3 separate regions of the Mus musculus genome follow, and all the other regions are linked to region 2. Evidence: chromatin contacts called from public promoter capture Hi-C data. All regions are on one chromosome and are shown on one strand. The core of a region is the stretch at or near the end of the contact, and the rest is flanking DNA. Distances in the headings are between cores, read along the strand shown. Region 1 has its middle 9.2 kb from the start of Gm41274. Region 2 holds the start of Zfr (zinc finger RNA binding protein). Region 3 has its middle 23 kb from the start of Tars.

The links. Promoter capture Hi-C pulls out the DNA fragments that hold promoters and counts their contacts.
Region 1: a contact with region 2 is called in a promoter capture Hi-C map of pre-B cells, with 6 times the contacts expected there. The contact joins the enhancer-like site here to the promoter of Zfr in region 2. A contact is called at or near these places in 6 of 39 promoter capture datasets (3T3-L1-derived adipocytes, the HPC-7 cell line, cranial neural crest and 3 more), 2 of 484 Hi-C or Micro-C datasets (CD4 T cells and pre-B cells) and 3 of 115 datasets of contacts at active chromatin or transcription factors (embryonic limb bud, epiblast stem cells and forebrain).
Region 3: a contact with region 2 is called in a promoter capture Hi-C map of cranial neural crest. The contact joins the enhancer-like site here to the promoter of Zfr in region 2. A contact is called at or near these places in 2 of 39 promoter capture datasets (cranial neural crest and pre-B cells), 1 of 484 Hi-C or Micro-C datasets (cortical neurons) and 1 of 9 other capture datasets (embryonic stem cells).

The regions. Positions count from the first base shown.
Region 1 is chr15:12,786,995-12,791,640 of GRCm38.p6, forward strand. No RefSeq gene overlaps it. Among named protein-coding and RNA genes, the nearest start is that of Gm41274, 9.2 kb to the right of the region's middle. Within about 2 kb of position 2,772, at least 24 of the 459 cell types and tissues checked have an H3K27ac peak or open chromatin away from gene starts, as enhancers often do.
Region 2 is chr15:12,116,520-12,121,454 of GRCm38.p6, forward strand. It overlaps Zfr (zinc finger RNA binding protein), which reads left to right and starts at 1,332. Exons shown (of 20, transcript NM_011767.2): 1 at 1,332-1,428; 2 at 1,720-1,819. The coding sequence starts at 1,392.
Region 3 is chr15:11,420,123-11,424,498 of GRCm38.p6, forward strand. No RefSeq gene overlaps it. Among named protein-coding and RNA genes, the nearest start is that of Tars, 23 kb to the left of the region's middle. Within about 2 kb of position 2,264, at least 5 of the 459 cell types and tissues checked have an H3K27ac peak or open chromatin away from gene starts, as enhancers often do.

The sequences.
Region 1 (4,646 bases), core at 1,522-4,021, 670 kb after region 2:
CATCCCTGTACGACAGTGGTTCTCAACCTGTGGGTCATGACCCTTCTGGCAAATCTCTGTCTCCAAAACCATGTACATTACGATCCACAACAGTAGTAAACTTTCAATTACGAAGTAGAGCCTCCAAAACTATTTACATTACAACCCATAACAGTAGCCAAGGTACTATTATGAAGTAGTGATAAAAACAGTGTTATGGTTGGGAGGCATCACCACGACATGAGGAAGCGTATTAAAGGATCGCGGCATGAGGAAGGATAAGAACCTCTTCTCAATGAGTCAGTCGCGTCTTTGGTGTAGTGCACTCACCATGGAACTGAGTTGCTGAAATCAACAGCAGCTTTTACCATTTTCTACAATTCTATGTGCAGCCCAAGCAGTCCTCTGCCTTTCAGCTGGGCTCATTGACGTATACACACTCAGCTGATGAATCAATGGCTGGGGCTGAACTCACCTGGCTCTCAGGCCGGGCCCGGCTTCTCTTTTTCATGTGGCCTTTTATCTGGGACTTCAACATGGCATGGCGTTCTCAAGCCAGGCAGCAGCATGCCAAGAGATTGAAGACAGAAATGATGTCACTTCAAGCTCTGGGACCAGCAAAACTCACCTCTGTCACATCCTGTTAAATAAAGCGAATAGCAAAGCCAGCCCAGAGCCCGGGCTCTTCCTCTTGGTTTTCCTTTCTTTGAGAAAAGGGTCTCAGGTAGAGCTCAGGCTGCCCTTGAATTCACAGTCGTCCTGCCTTGGCCTCCAGAGAGCTGAGCATATAGGATTGGACACCCGCCTGTCTAGACTGCTTAATGGAGTCGCAGAGAGACTGTAGCCGTACCAAACCCACTTCGTAAAGTTACACTGTGCTCCTAGATAGAAGGTTCAATATCACAAAGATTTCCACTCCTTCCAATAAATCTAGAAAGCCAAAGTCAACCAAAATCTCAACAGAGTGGTTTAGGCCATGGGAGAAGATATTTCATAGACTCCATACAGAACTGCAAAGGACTCAGACTCACCAACACCATCTTGAGGAAGGACAGCTGCAAACACCAGTCCTTACAGGACCCAAGTGATTATTTTTGGATAAAACTATAATAAACAGTAATTAACTAAGGGATAAATAATCAAGGTTTTCTTTTTTTAAATAAAATATCTAAATCATGATTTACATAATTTTAGGAAGGTTACAGAGAGTGGAGAACACTCATATGCATCTTATGAACTTTTTCCTTTAGTCTGGCACAACTGTGACGATTAATGAAGTAATAGTAAATGTTATTGTTACCTTTGCTATGCTGCACATGCTTGCACATGCTTGCACATGCTAGGCATGTGCTCCACCACTGAGCTATAGCTCCAACCCAGAATAAAAGTCTCATGAAAGGAGAAGCCCATGATGAGAACGTGGAGTCCAGTGTGAGGGCTCATGCCTGAACACTTCCTCTTGGAAGGCTGAGGCAGAGGGATTGCCACACGTTTAATACTGGCCTAGAGTGAGGCTGTTTCATAGAAAAAGCAAAACCAAACAAAAATGCACAAAAATGTAGGAAAATAATGGCAGTAAAAATGTCAGGATACTGGAAAGGAGATGGAAAAGTGGCAAATGAGTTAGACCCAAGAAAACAAATTCCTGGAGCTGTCGAGATGGCTCAGTGGTTAAGAGCACTGACTGCTCTTCTGAAGATCATGAATTCAAATCCCAGCAACCACTCGGTGTGGCATCCTTTGTGTGGCACACAACCACCTGTAATGAGATCTGACGCCCTCTTCTGGTATGTCTGAACACAGCAACAGTGTGCACTTAGATATAATAATAAAATAAATCTTTAAGCCGGAGCGGAGAGAGCAAGGCTGACCACAGCCTGCAGAGGTCCTAAATTCAAATTCCCAGCAACCACATGAAGGCTCACAACTACCAGTACAACACAGCCACAGTGTACTCATATACATAAAATAAATAAATCAAGAAAGAAAGAAAGAAAGAGAGAGAGAGAAAGAAAGAATACAAATTTCCAATTGGCAGGGAACAAAGGAGAGAGGTAGCCAGCCTACCTTATTCCACAAAACTCCAAAGATTTGGAAGTTGGGCAGAAAAGACAGAAACATGCTTAACGAATTTGAATAACTAATTACTTGGTGTGGCAGCTCATGCCTATACCCGAGCCCTTGAGAAGCTGGGGTATCTGGTATTCAGGGCATCCTTGCTTACATAAGAGATCATGATGAACAAGGAAGAGAAAAGGAGAAAGGAAGGGAGAAAGGAAGGGAAGAAAAGAAAGACGGAAGAAAGGAAAACGAAAAGAGAAAGAAAAATGGGGTGGGGAATCTCTGAGAAACATTTCAGCGTCAGCATCTGAGGTGGCCACCATGAACTCGCCCTTGCGGGCGGGCATTCTGTGGATTTTACACAGCCGTGTGGGAGGAGGGATGCTGGCTCTTCTCTTCCTTTGAAGATAGTGAACAAAGCTAAGGTGGAATGGACCAGCAGGCTGCTCCTGTAAGAGGTGAGGGCTGCCGTGAGCCCTCGGACTCTGTTTCTCTTAGTTCAGCATTTGTATAAATACTTTGGCTGCTTATAGGCACCACGTGGGCCGTTGGCTTGGGTGAGTAATAAAAGCTGTCCCATACCCCCAGAGAGTCCTCTCAGTTCTTTCTTTGCTGTCTGAAAATAGAACCCCACCCCCCACCCCCAGGCTTTCAAGGCCGTGTGTTTGCATAAGGGCTGTTACAGACTCGCCTCTGCTCTACAACCACAAACCTAGTTTGGTTTGGGTCACAGGAGTGACCTCCTCTTGGAAACAAAGGAGTTAAGCGAGCTGGCGAGCTGGGCGCAGCAGCATAGAGCAACTTAGCTTTCTAATTCCCCGGATTCTAGAACACTAGAAGCCAGGGCTGCACCTCCTGGAACAGAGCAGAATTCATCTTTAGAAATTTAGATCAGTTCAAAGGAAAGGATGAAAATTTTAAGTGGGTATTCTTTTCATTGTATATACATTATACTTCAGAAAGTAAATGTTTCATTTTGTTTTACATTTATTTGTGTAAGTGTGTGTGCATGTGCGTGCGTGCACGCGTGCCAAGGGAGGTCAGAGAACTACTCAAAGAAATTGATTATTTCCTTCTACAATGAGGATCCCAGAGATCAAACCTGGGTCTACAGGCTTAGACACCTTTACTCAATGACCCAAACCAAACTAGGTTTGTGGCTGTTTGTTTATTTTTAACAAAGAAACCCACAGAAAGATCTCATGATGGAGAGAAGAAAAAAAATCAGAAAAAAAAAGAACCATTACTATTTTCAGAGAAGTAGGGGAGAATATTGTATCTATAAAACAAAACAAGATGGTAGTTTTAGAACGAGTGTTTAATAGCCGGAGAGATGACTCCAATAGTTAAGAGCACTTGCTACTTTTCCAGAGACCCTGAGTTCAGTTCCCAGCACCCACGTGGGGTAGCTTACTACTGCCCGTAACTCCAGGGGATCTGACATCCTCTTCTCATCTTGTCAAGCACTTTCACAATGGGAATTAACTTAGGGCAATGTGATGGTTTATGTATGCTTGCCTTGGGGAGTGGCACTACTAGGAAGGGTAGCCTTGTTGGAGTAGGTGTGTCACTGTGGGTATGGGCTTTAATAACCTTGTCCTAGTTGCCTGGAAGCCAGTATTCTGCTAGCAGCCTTCTGATGAAGATGTAGAACTCTCAGCTCCTCCTGCACCATGCATGCCTGGACGATGCCATGTCCCTGACTTGGTGATAATGGACAGAAGCTCTGAACCTGTAAGCCAGCCCCAATTATACGGTGTCCTTGTAAGAGTTGCTTTGGTCATGGTGTCTGTTCACTGCAGTAAAGCCCTAAGACAGACAACCAAATAATAACAATCAAAACCAAACCAAAAATCCAATTAACATCAGATTTCTCAAGTGGAAGGTAGAAAATAAAGGAGCAGTACTGGGCTGGAGAGATGGCTCAGCAGTTAAGAGCACTGACTGCTCTTCCGAAGGTCCTGAGTTCAAATCCCAGCAACTACATGGTGGCTCACAACCATCTGTAATGAGATCTGATGCCCTCTTCTGGTGAGTCTGAAGACAGTTGCAGTGTACTTATGTATAACAAATAAATAAAATCTTTGATCAGAGGCTGGATCAAGAAGGAAAAAAAAAAGATGAGTAAAAACAAAACTAAAATACAAAAGAAAGATACATAATTTCTAGATATTATAAAGCAATGAAAGCAGCATTTTTTAAAAAAATGAAGAAAAGAGAAAGACAGACAGACAGAAAAAAAAGAAGGAAATTGTTATCTTGATAAATGAGAAGAGCTAGAAATTACAAAAGGGGGCTGTTTACAAATCATATGAGTATCAATGTTTGATCCTTCATGATGTTCAAGTACACCACTTTAATTAAAATTATTATTGTTGTTCTTGCAGTTCTGGGGACAGGACCCAGGGCCTTGCAGAATACAGGGCAAATGCTCTACCAACAATTAGCCCACTAATTATTATAATTATGTTAGTGAATGCAAAGAAAAAAAATGTACAGTTGGAATTGTATAATACCAAGAAACAGGAACCTTCCAAGTTTACATTGCCACACACATTAATGTAAATAAAATTTTATTTAACCATGAGTTAATACCAGAAAGCAGA
Region 2 (4,935 bases), core at 82-2,581:
GGTCATCTCAGCTCCATCCCTAGCAGTAGAAAAGAAATGGGCGGGGGGGGGGGGGGTGGAGGTGGGGGAGGTGTGACTGAAAATGGCCTGAGACAATACAGAGATAACACTAAAGCATCTGTAATGAAGACACAGTTGCATGCAGTAAAGAACTATTTATAAAGTATTGATCCTGACCCAGGGAGACCTGGCACTCTTTTGAAGCTCAGGTAAGGAGTGAATAGGTGGGTAGTTTCTATTTTGAAACACTGTCTCCCTCTGTAGTGTAGGCAGGTCTAGAACTCTGGGAAATCCTCCTGTCTCAGCCTCTCCAATGATGGGATTTATAGGTGTATGCCCCTCTACCCAGGAAATCTAAGACTCTCACAAAGACATTTGAACTGGTCATCCCCGCACTCAGTTCTAGCCAGAGTGACTTCCTTGATACTCTATAGACTTCTCCACTGCCCTTCCTCCAGGTAGCTACCTGGGTGGTTTTCTTGCTTCTGTCAGGTCTCTATTCCAGGGCTTGCCCTAACCGCCCGAACTCCCCTTATCTTCATTGTCCTGTTTTTATTCCTAATACTCCAGTCCCACCCACCACATTTTCTATGTTTTTGGCTCTAGTGTGTCATAAGACTTCCCAGAACAAAAATTCCATGTGAACAGGGATTTTGTTTTGCTCCTACAACATGTCACGTTTCGTTTCTGGCATCTACAACGCCCAACACCTTGTTGGGGGCCGCCAACATGACCCTGAAAGGCTCCTTGTCTGTGAGGTGGGGCGGGGTCTTGGCAAAATGTGTGACCCCTGTGACAGGCAGGGTTCTGGGCAGATGCTTGGTGCAGCACTTCCTCTGCTCTTTTCCCCCCCATCGTTGTCTCCTCCCCTTTCCAAAGGCCAGTGACAAGCAACAGGAATTAGGCCAGCTCAAATGTTAATGGAAATTAAAGGAGAGAGGAGGGCTGAAAGAGAGAACAAACGCAGCCGCAAAAGTAAAGGAAACCGGTGAAAAAGTAAGGCGGCGAAAAGGCCAACAGACGTCACGCTATCTGGTCACGCTGCCCGACTCCCCCGCGGCCGAGCGAGGCGCTCTTCCTCCGCCTTGTAGCCTCCCTGCAGCGGGTGCGAGTCACCATCGCTTAGGATAAGGCCGGGCCCGTAGTCCCACGAGAGAACCCCACATCCGCACCCCAGAAATCCGCTCCTCGGGGGGCCCTGCGCCAGCCCCCGGGTGGGGGGTGGGGGGGTTGGCGCGGGGCGTAAGGACTACATCTCCCAGGATGCATCGCACTAGCGCGCTTGCGCGGTGCGGCCGGCGGCGGCGGTCTGTTCTCCGCTGAGGAGGAGTGGGGCAGAGGAGGGAGGCAGCGGGTGAGAGTTCAGAGTTCAGCAGCAGCAGCCCGAGCCCATGATTCCCATATGCCCTGTAGTTTCTTTCACCTATGGTGAGTCTAAATGTGGCCCGTGGAGGCCTCTGCCATGCCCTGCCCCGGCCCTGGGCGGCGGGTAGGCGCGGGGGTTGGGGCCAGCTCCGGGGAGGAGGCGGCGGCCGCCACCCGGGCGTGCGAGTGAGTGAGGGAGTGCGGGGAGGGAGGCGGACGGCGGCGCGGCCGCGGTCCCCGCCGGCCAGGGCGGCTTCTCACGGCCCCTTTTCTCTCCCTTGCCATCCCTCGGCACCCCGACCCCTTGACGGCTGCCCTCCCGCCATGGGACCTGACTCTCCGTGCCCGCCGCAGTGCCCAGCCGGCTGGGGGAAGATGCCAAAATGGCGACCGGCAACTACTTTGGATTCACCCACAGCGGGGCGGCGGCGGCGGCGGCTGCGGCCCAGTATAGGTAACGGCTCCCCGCCTTCTCCCTTTTTCCTCTTCCCTCCGCGCCCCGCGGTCCGGCTCCCGCCGACGCTCCGGCCCCGCGGCCGCATCCGCCCCCGCCCCCGCCGCACCGCCCCGAGAGCCCGGGTCCCCGCGGCAGGCGCGGCCGGGAGCCCCCCGCACCCTCCCCACACCCGCCCTTCCCTGCCGTGTCGCACTCGGCCTCCGGCTCCGGCGGACAGCGGCCCCCGGAGGGGCCGAGACGGGGGAGGGATGACTGCGGAGGGGTTGGGGACGTGGAGGGCCTTGGACGGCCCCGGAGGTAAAATGGCCTCCCGCGGCCTTGGAGCGGAGCCGAGCCGCCCGCTGCGGCCCCTCGGCTTCCCGGGTCCCCGCCTCCACCCTGTCACCCCCCCACCTCTTATCTTCCCTTTGGCTCGGGGAATGGAGAGAGAGTGAGCCGAGGGGCCTCGCGCGGAGTGCGGAGTCAGCGGCCTCTACCGCGACGCCCCCGGAGCCCAGATCACACAGCAGGTCTTTGTCGGTACCTTCCCTTGGCCCTGGGTCCCCGACGCCACCAACCACCCCCCTGCCCCCAGCCCCTCAGATTAACTGCCACTTTGCCAGCGTCATCGCCTCCATCTCATTCCCTTTGGGTTTTCTTGCTCGCGGAGATGTTAATATGCCAACCACCTGTGAATCGTTTAGCTGTTAGACCGAAAAAGATGTGCGAAGTTCCTAGGGTAGATGATGCGTGTGTAGCCTTTGGAGCCATTGAGGACGGCTCCAAGTGGACCGGTGGTTCTCCTTTGAGGTCTTCCCCCCTGCCCCTCGCCCCGCCCGGGGAAAAAGAAAATGCCAGTGACTGTATACCGAGTAGTTGTGGTGCCTGGGATGAATCCTCTACCTCCAGATAGCTGTCATTGCTAAAGTAGCTGTAATTCCTTATACATCTTATCGCAGAAACAAGAGGCAAAACCCTGTATTTATTGGACCGTCATGAATCAGAGTAAGACAGCTAGTCGCTTGGTTCATGCAGTAAGCATACAGTTTTATGTGTGCCTTAGCATATTTAGGATCATGGTTAAATTCAGATAGCTTTTTCATCCCATTTACCTTAGGAGAGTCATGTATTTAAAAGAGGCTCATTGGAAAACAAAATTTTAGTAACAGTATCTTTGTGATTTTTTATGACATTTGGGACATATTTTTTGAGTTTCCTCTGTAAAATGGGATACTGGCTAATAATTGGGGGCTGAAAATTCTAAAGGAAAAAAAAGTTACTTCATTTTAGGGAATCCTATGATACAATTTACTACAAGAGATACTGTTTTACATATTACTGACAAAGAAAAAAAAATCTATCAATCAAATAGATGAAATGCCCCCATTTTTTAAAAAAGGTGTTAAAATTGTAAATTATTATATTACTGACATAGGTATTTTACTGATTGTTGAAAGCCTCAATCTTAAGGTGGTGGCTTAAAAGTCTCTTCAGGCCAGTGCTGAGAAAAATGACTGAAATTATATCTTCAGAGCAAAATCATGGGACATTTCAGACATTAACATGTTATTTGTTTTACAGACTTAGATGTGAAACAAGCAAAGTCTTGTGAAGGGAGAAAACATAGTCAAACAAAATAATTTCTTTTTTCTTAGGAAATGGCCTCTGTGCCCATAAAATCTATTGCTAATGAGTAACATGTGTTCTAGAAAATGCTGTGTTTAACCATTAAATTTTTCTGTTCATTTTGTACAATATTTTTCTGTTTTTTTAGCATTCAATGAATGACAGATTTGCATTTTAACTATTTAGGTACTGAAAATTGGGAGCAGGAGTGTTTGGAGTTTTTAAAGGTTTTTTTTTTTTTTTTTTCCCCCAAAATGCAGGGCTATAGATTTTAAAATTATTTCAATCCAATCAGTATTTTAAGAATGTTGAATACCAGCTTAAGTAAGCTTGGTAAATCCTGGTTCTAGAGAGATGGCTCAGTGGTTAAGAGCACTGACCTCCTCTTCCTAGAGGTCCTGAGCTCAATTCCCAGCAAGCACATAGTGGCTCACAACCATCTGTAATGGGATCCAGTGCCCTCTTCTGCTGTGGCAGTGACAGCTACAGTGGACTCAGAGAAGTAAAATAAGTCTTTTTTTTTTTTAAGTAGATTTTTTAAAACTGCATGTATCACCAGAACTAATTATGTCTTTTTACAGAGGCATAAGTGAAAATCACTGGTATTTAAACACAAGAATTTATGTGTAATAATGCTAATGTTTGAGGAAGATGAATAAGTAACAATACTAACAATGTTGATTGTGGTTAGAAACAGTTATGATAGAACTTTAAGAGGTGGAAAAGCTTAGTTTGCATATATATATATATATATATATATATATATATATATATATATATATGTATATACACGTATTCCTTAATTTGAAAGATCTCAAACTTGGGGAAGTGTTTGAAGTCTTTTACATATGGATAAGTTGCTTCACAGTCATTGACTATTGATAACTCAGAGTGAACATCCAAAATCTCAATTCTAGTTCTTAGCTTTCCTAGCCATATCAATATACAATATATTTGACTAAATTTCCCTTGGATTCCCCTGTACTCCATGCTGGAAATGGAATGCTGATTCTTCATGCATGTTGCAGTTGCTCTCCCACTAGCCCCAGGTTTGGTGTTTATAATGCTATACTAAAGAATTAGTATGATATGTTGTAAACAAGTTCCAAATAGATTATCTTCACTTGTGATAACTCATACTGAACATTTCTGTGTTGAGTGGTTATTCAGTCTTTGTGCTGTAAGGTCCCACTTTCTGTTTTCCTATTTTGTATATTTTTTAAGGACAAAGTAAACTTAGGATGCCATTTGTTGTTGTTTTTGTTTTGTTTTTGTTTTTTTGAAGATTTGCTTCCAATTGAAATTTTTCTTGAATGTTCTGTATATGTGTTTATATATTTCTGATAAGATGCTCACTCAGTTAATGGGTGAGGGACACAAGACAAAACAGGTTCTCCCCTGGAAAATGGTAACCAAGATGGCTTCATGGCAGAAAGTGAGTTTAGTTGGAGAACTCAGGTATTGAAAAGGTATACTGTTCTCTTAAAAAAAGAAAAGAAAAAAACTAA
Region 3 (4,376 bases), core at 1,014-3,513, 700 kb before region 2:
TTGCCTGGTTACAGGAGATGGGCAGTTCAGGCTCTATATCCCCTACTGCTAGCCCAGTTGTTATCAGAGAAGCTCCATCCAGCAACTGATGGAAAGGGATTCAGAGACACACAGCCAAACATTAGGTGGAGCTAAGGAATCATGCAGAAGAGGAGGGGGAAGGGTTGTAGAGCCAGAGGGGTCAAAGATACCACTAGAAAATCCACAGTATCAACTAACCTGGGTCCTGAGGAGCTCACAGAGATGAAGGGACAAATGAGGGTGCCTGCCTGAGAATGACCTAGGCCCTCTGTACATATGTTACAGTTGTGTGGCTTGGTCATTGTGTGGGACTCCTAACAGTGGGAGTAGGGTCTGTCTCTGACTCTGTTGCCTGCCTTTCCTAGCCTTAATAGGGGAGGAAGTGACTAGTCTTACTGAAACTTGATATGCCAAGGCTTATTGATATGCATAGGAGGAGGCCTGCCCTTTTCTGAAGAGAAATGGAGGAAAAGTGGATTGGAGGGGGGGGTGTGAAAGGAAAGGTAGAGGGAGGAACTGGGGAGAGAGTAGCAAGGGAAAACTGAGGTTAGGATGGGAAAATAACCAATTAATTAATTAATTGTTTCAAATTTAGTTATTAATTAATTTTATTTAAATTAATTATTAACTTTATTTAAATAAATTAATTGATTTTTAAAAGCAGGGAGGGAGGAAGTCTGAGACCAAGGAATATAAAAATGGCATGACATGCTCTTTAGGTTCCAAAAGTTTTGCTACTTCTAGCTATATTAATACATTTTTTTCCCCTGAGGCCTGCAGAGATGGCTCAGCATTTAAGTGCACTGTCTGCTCTTCCTTAGGACATAGGTTGACTTCCCAGCACCCATATGGTGGCTCACACCCACCTGTAACTCCAGTTCCATGGGAACTAACATCCTTCGGGCCTCCTCAAACCGCATGTACAATTATATACACACAGGCAAAATATTCAGGCACATAAAATATAATAAAAAAATAACCTATTTTCTTTTGTTATAGCAAAATACCAGACTCTATATACATCTAGAATGGGTGACGTAGCTCACAGCTTTTGAGCCCAGAAGCCCCAGATCAAATGGCCTGTCTGTTGAGCCTCTAATGAGCCCTGATAGCTGCAGGACAGTGGATAGACTTATGGGTGCAGCACACACAAGAGGGAGAGAGACGACAGTGAGACAGAGGGGTTAGGGAGCTATGGTGATCTTGTACCAAACACTGCTTGGAACAAGCAGTCAGTCAGAGGACTATACTTATAATTTCTTCTGACAGTGGTGAGCCAGATGGAGTTTTTTTCTATGCGAAGCTTTCTCATAGAAGTTCTACCATTTTAATTGTTCTCTTTAAAAGATAATTAATGAATTACTTCATTAATTAGTTTGTTTAAGGCAGGGTCTCTTGCTACTGCTCAGATTGGTCTGGAACTCACTGTGTAGCCCAGTAATTTTCTTCTCCTAGCTTTCCAAGTACTGGGGCTGCAGTTATGTGCCATCCCTTAACACCACCACAGTGGACAAGAGCCCTGCAGCACAGGCACGAGAAGGAAGGACTGCATCTCACATGTAGCACTGGGGAGCCTTGACTGTGTGCAGGACTTTGCAAAGCCATCGGTAAACTGAGCAAACTGATAGACAGAGGAAATATTCTATAGCACATCCTAAACTCATCAGCCTACGTGCTACTTTGTTCATTTGTCAAGATCTGAGTTCCAGAGGACACATTCTGAAAACTGATGATCTACTCTGAAGGTAATGGGAGTATGGGAGAAGGCGGACCTATGGAAATCGTTGACATACTATTAGGGAAAAAAAAGAAAAGTAATAATTCTCGTGTGACAAAATCTGCATCCCATATACAACTACTTTCATGAACCACCATGGAGCTCTTGCCCAAGGAAGTTGAGGGACTTGGTTTGGGGTCATAGTTGAGCAGGCCACTGAGTGCTGAGCAGCATTTCACTGTGGCTTCCTCCATCAGGAATTCCCTTAGCTGCAAGAATATGTAAATCAGTTTATTTACCCAGCTTGTTCCCTTTCTGTTTTTAAACGGCGACTGTATATGAAGAATAAATCCCAGTGCAACCCCTTTTCCCACTCTCATTTCTCAAGATTGGGGAATTTAATTTGTGGGCTTTTACTTTCTCCTCTTAGAGATGAAGCAATCGGGTCCGTTTTGAAAGAGGTATGGAAAGCTTCTTTAATTGTAAATAATTGTTCCATATACTTGGCAAGGGATCCTTCTCGGAATTGAGAGGTCCCCAGGTCAAAACGTGGAACTCATTCAGACATCAGAGCCTTCCCTGTCCTCTCTGGGGGGCAGAAAGCAGACACATCAGCTTGATCCAACACATGCTTTTCTTGCAACCCACCAGTTATTTATTGTTGTACGACAGACAGGCGATGAGACAAGGCAGGGACGGGGAAGGCCTGACGCCAGAGAAGAAAGCCTGAGACTCTGCAAGGAAACCTATAGAAGCAGAGGAAGTGACATCTCAAATAACCAAGGAACAGAAACAGACTTGGGTACAACATTTTATTCATTCTGCAGCATGCATGAGGGTCCCTGTTTGGGTTTTGTCATTTGTGTAGTCTCTAGGCACGGTTAGTTTTTACACCTTGAGTTTGTATAATGATGGCTTGTCATTCCCTGCTATGATTTTTATTAAACATGAGACTTTGGAGTGTTTTAGTTAGAACTAATGGATGGTTCTGGCATTTGGAGGAAGCAAAACACCAGCAGACCTGCTGCAAGAATTCAACTGTGTTGTCTATTCGCTGAGTTTGAAAAAGTGATCAAACCACCAGAAAGTTGCCAGATACAGTGGTGAATCCTGTAATCCCAGCACCTTCTGAGGCAGGAGGATCATAAATGAGTTTGGATACAGACTGAGATCTTGTCTCAAAACACAAATGAAGAACCTATAGACTGCCAGGCAGGGATGTGTTTGGAGCTTTAGAACACTCATATTGTTGAAGAAAAGTTGGAAAGTTTGGATTAATTTGCTCATTGGCTGGCTAACTCAGCCCTACTGATGGATATAAGAAAGTTTAGTGGAAAACGCTGGGTATTATTAATCTGAGAATACTCAAGCGATAATGCAGCCACCCAAACCCTCCTGAGTCTGTGCTCTCACTGGGTACCTGCTGAATGACAGAACTCAAGACCGTGGGGATTCAAAGGGATTATTCACTTCCCATAAACCTCTGCAAATTGTTCACAGCCTCCAGTTCTAGAACACGAAAGCTAATTTAGATGCATCCATCACTTGTGGGAAACTTAAATGTATCTCAATGGTGTTCAAATATCAGTATTCTCCTCTAGTGTACTTGGGTGGGGTGGGAGATGACGTGGGATTCAGATATCACGGGGATCCCATGTTAAAATCATCAGGGCTGAGGGAGGGCACAGAGGTTCAGACAGAATAACCTGGAGATTGTCTGAACATTGAGTAGAAAAGTGGTTTCAGCTTCCATTGGAGGCAACTCTTTTTTTTTTTTTTTCATTTATATACTTTTTTTAAATTAGGTATTTTCTCCATTTACATTTCCAGTGCTATCCCAAAAGTCCCCCATACACCCCCCCCACTCCCCTACCCACCCACTCCCACTTCTTGGCCTTGGCATTCCCCTGTACTGAGGCATACCAAGTTTGCACGACCAATGGGCCTCTCTTTCCACTGATGGCCAACTAGGCCATCTTCTGCTACATATGCAGCTAGAGACACGAGCTCCGTGGGGTACTAGTTAGTTCATATTGTTGTTCCACCTATAAGGTTGCAGATCCCTTTAGCTCCTTGGGTACTTTCTCTAGCTCTAGCTCCTCCATTGGGGCCCCTGTGTTCCATCCAATAACTGACTGTGAGCATCCACTTCTGTGTTTGCTAGGCCCCGGCATAGTCTCACAAGAGACAGCTATATCAGAGTCCTTTCAGCAAAATCGTGCTAGTGTATGCAATGGTGTCAGCGTTTGGAGACTGATTATGGGATGGATCGCCAGATACAGCAGTCTCTAGATGGTCCATCCTTTTGTCTCAGCTCCAAACTTTGTCTCTGTAACTCCTTGGGTGTTTTGTTCCCAATTCTAAGAAGGGGCAAAGTGTCCACACTTTGGTCTTCGTTCTTCTTGAGTTTCATGTGTTTTTCAAATTGTATCTTATATGTTGGGTATTCTAAGTTTCTGGCCTAATCCCAAGCAATTCTCCCGTTGCTTGCAAGTTTTACACCACTGTGTATCGTTAGTATATGCCTTTCTTTTACTGACTGATCCATAAACCTCTTAAAATAGTATCTTTTAAAATGGTAATTTGCCTTTTACTCTTACTTCAGGATACACCGTTAAGAACATAACACAGGCCAGAG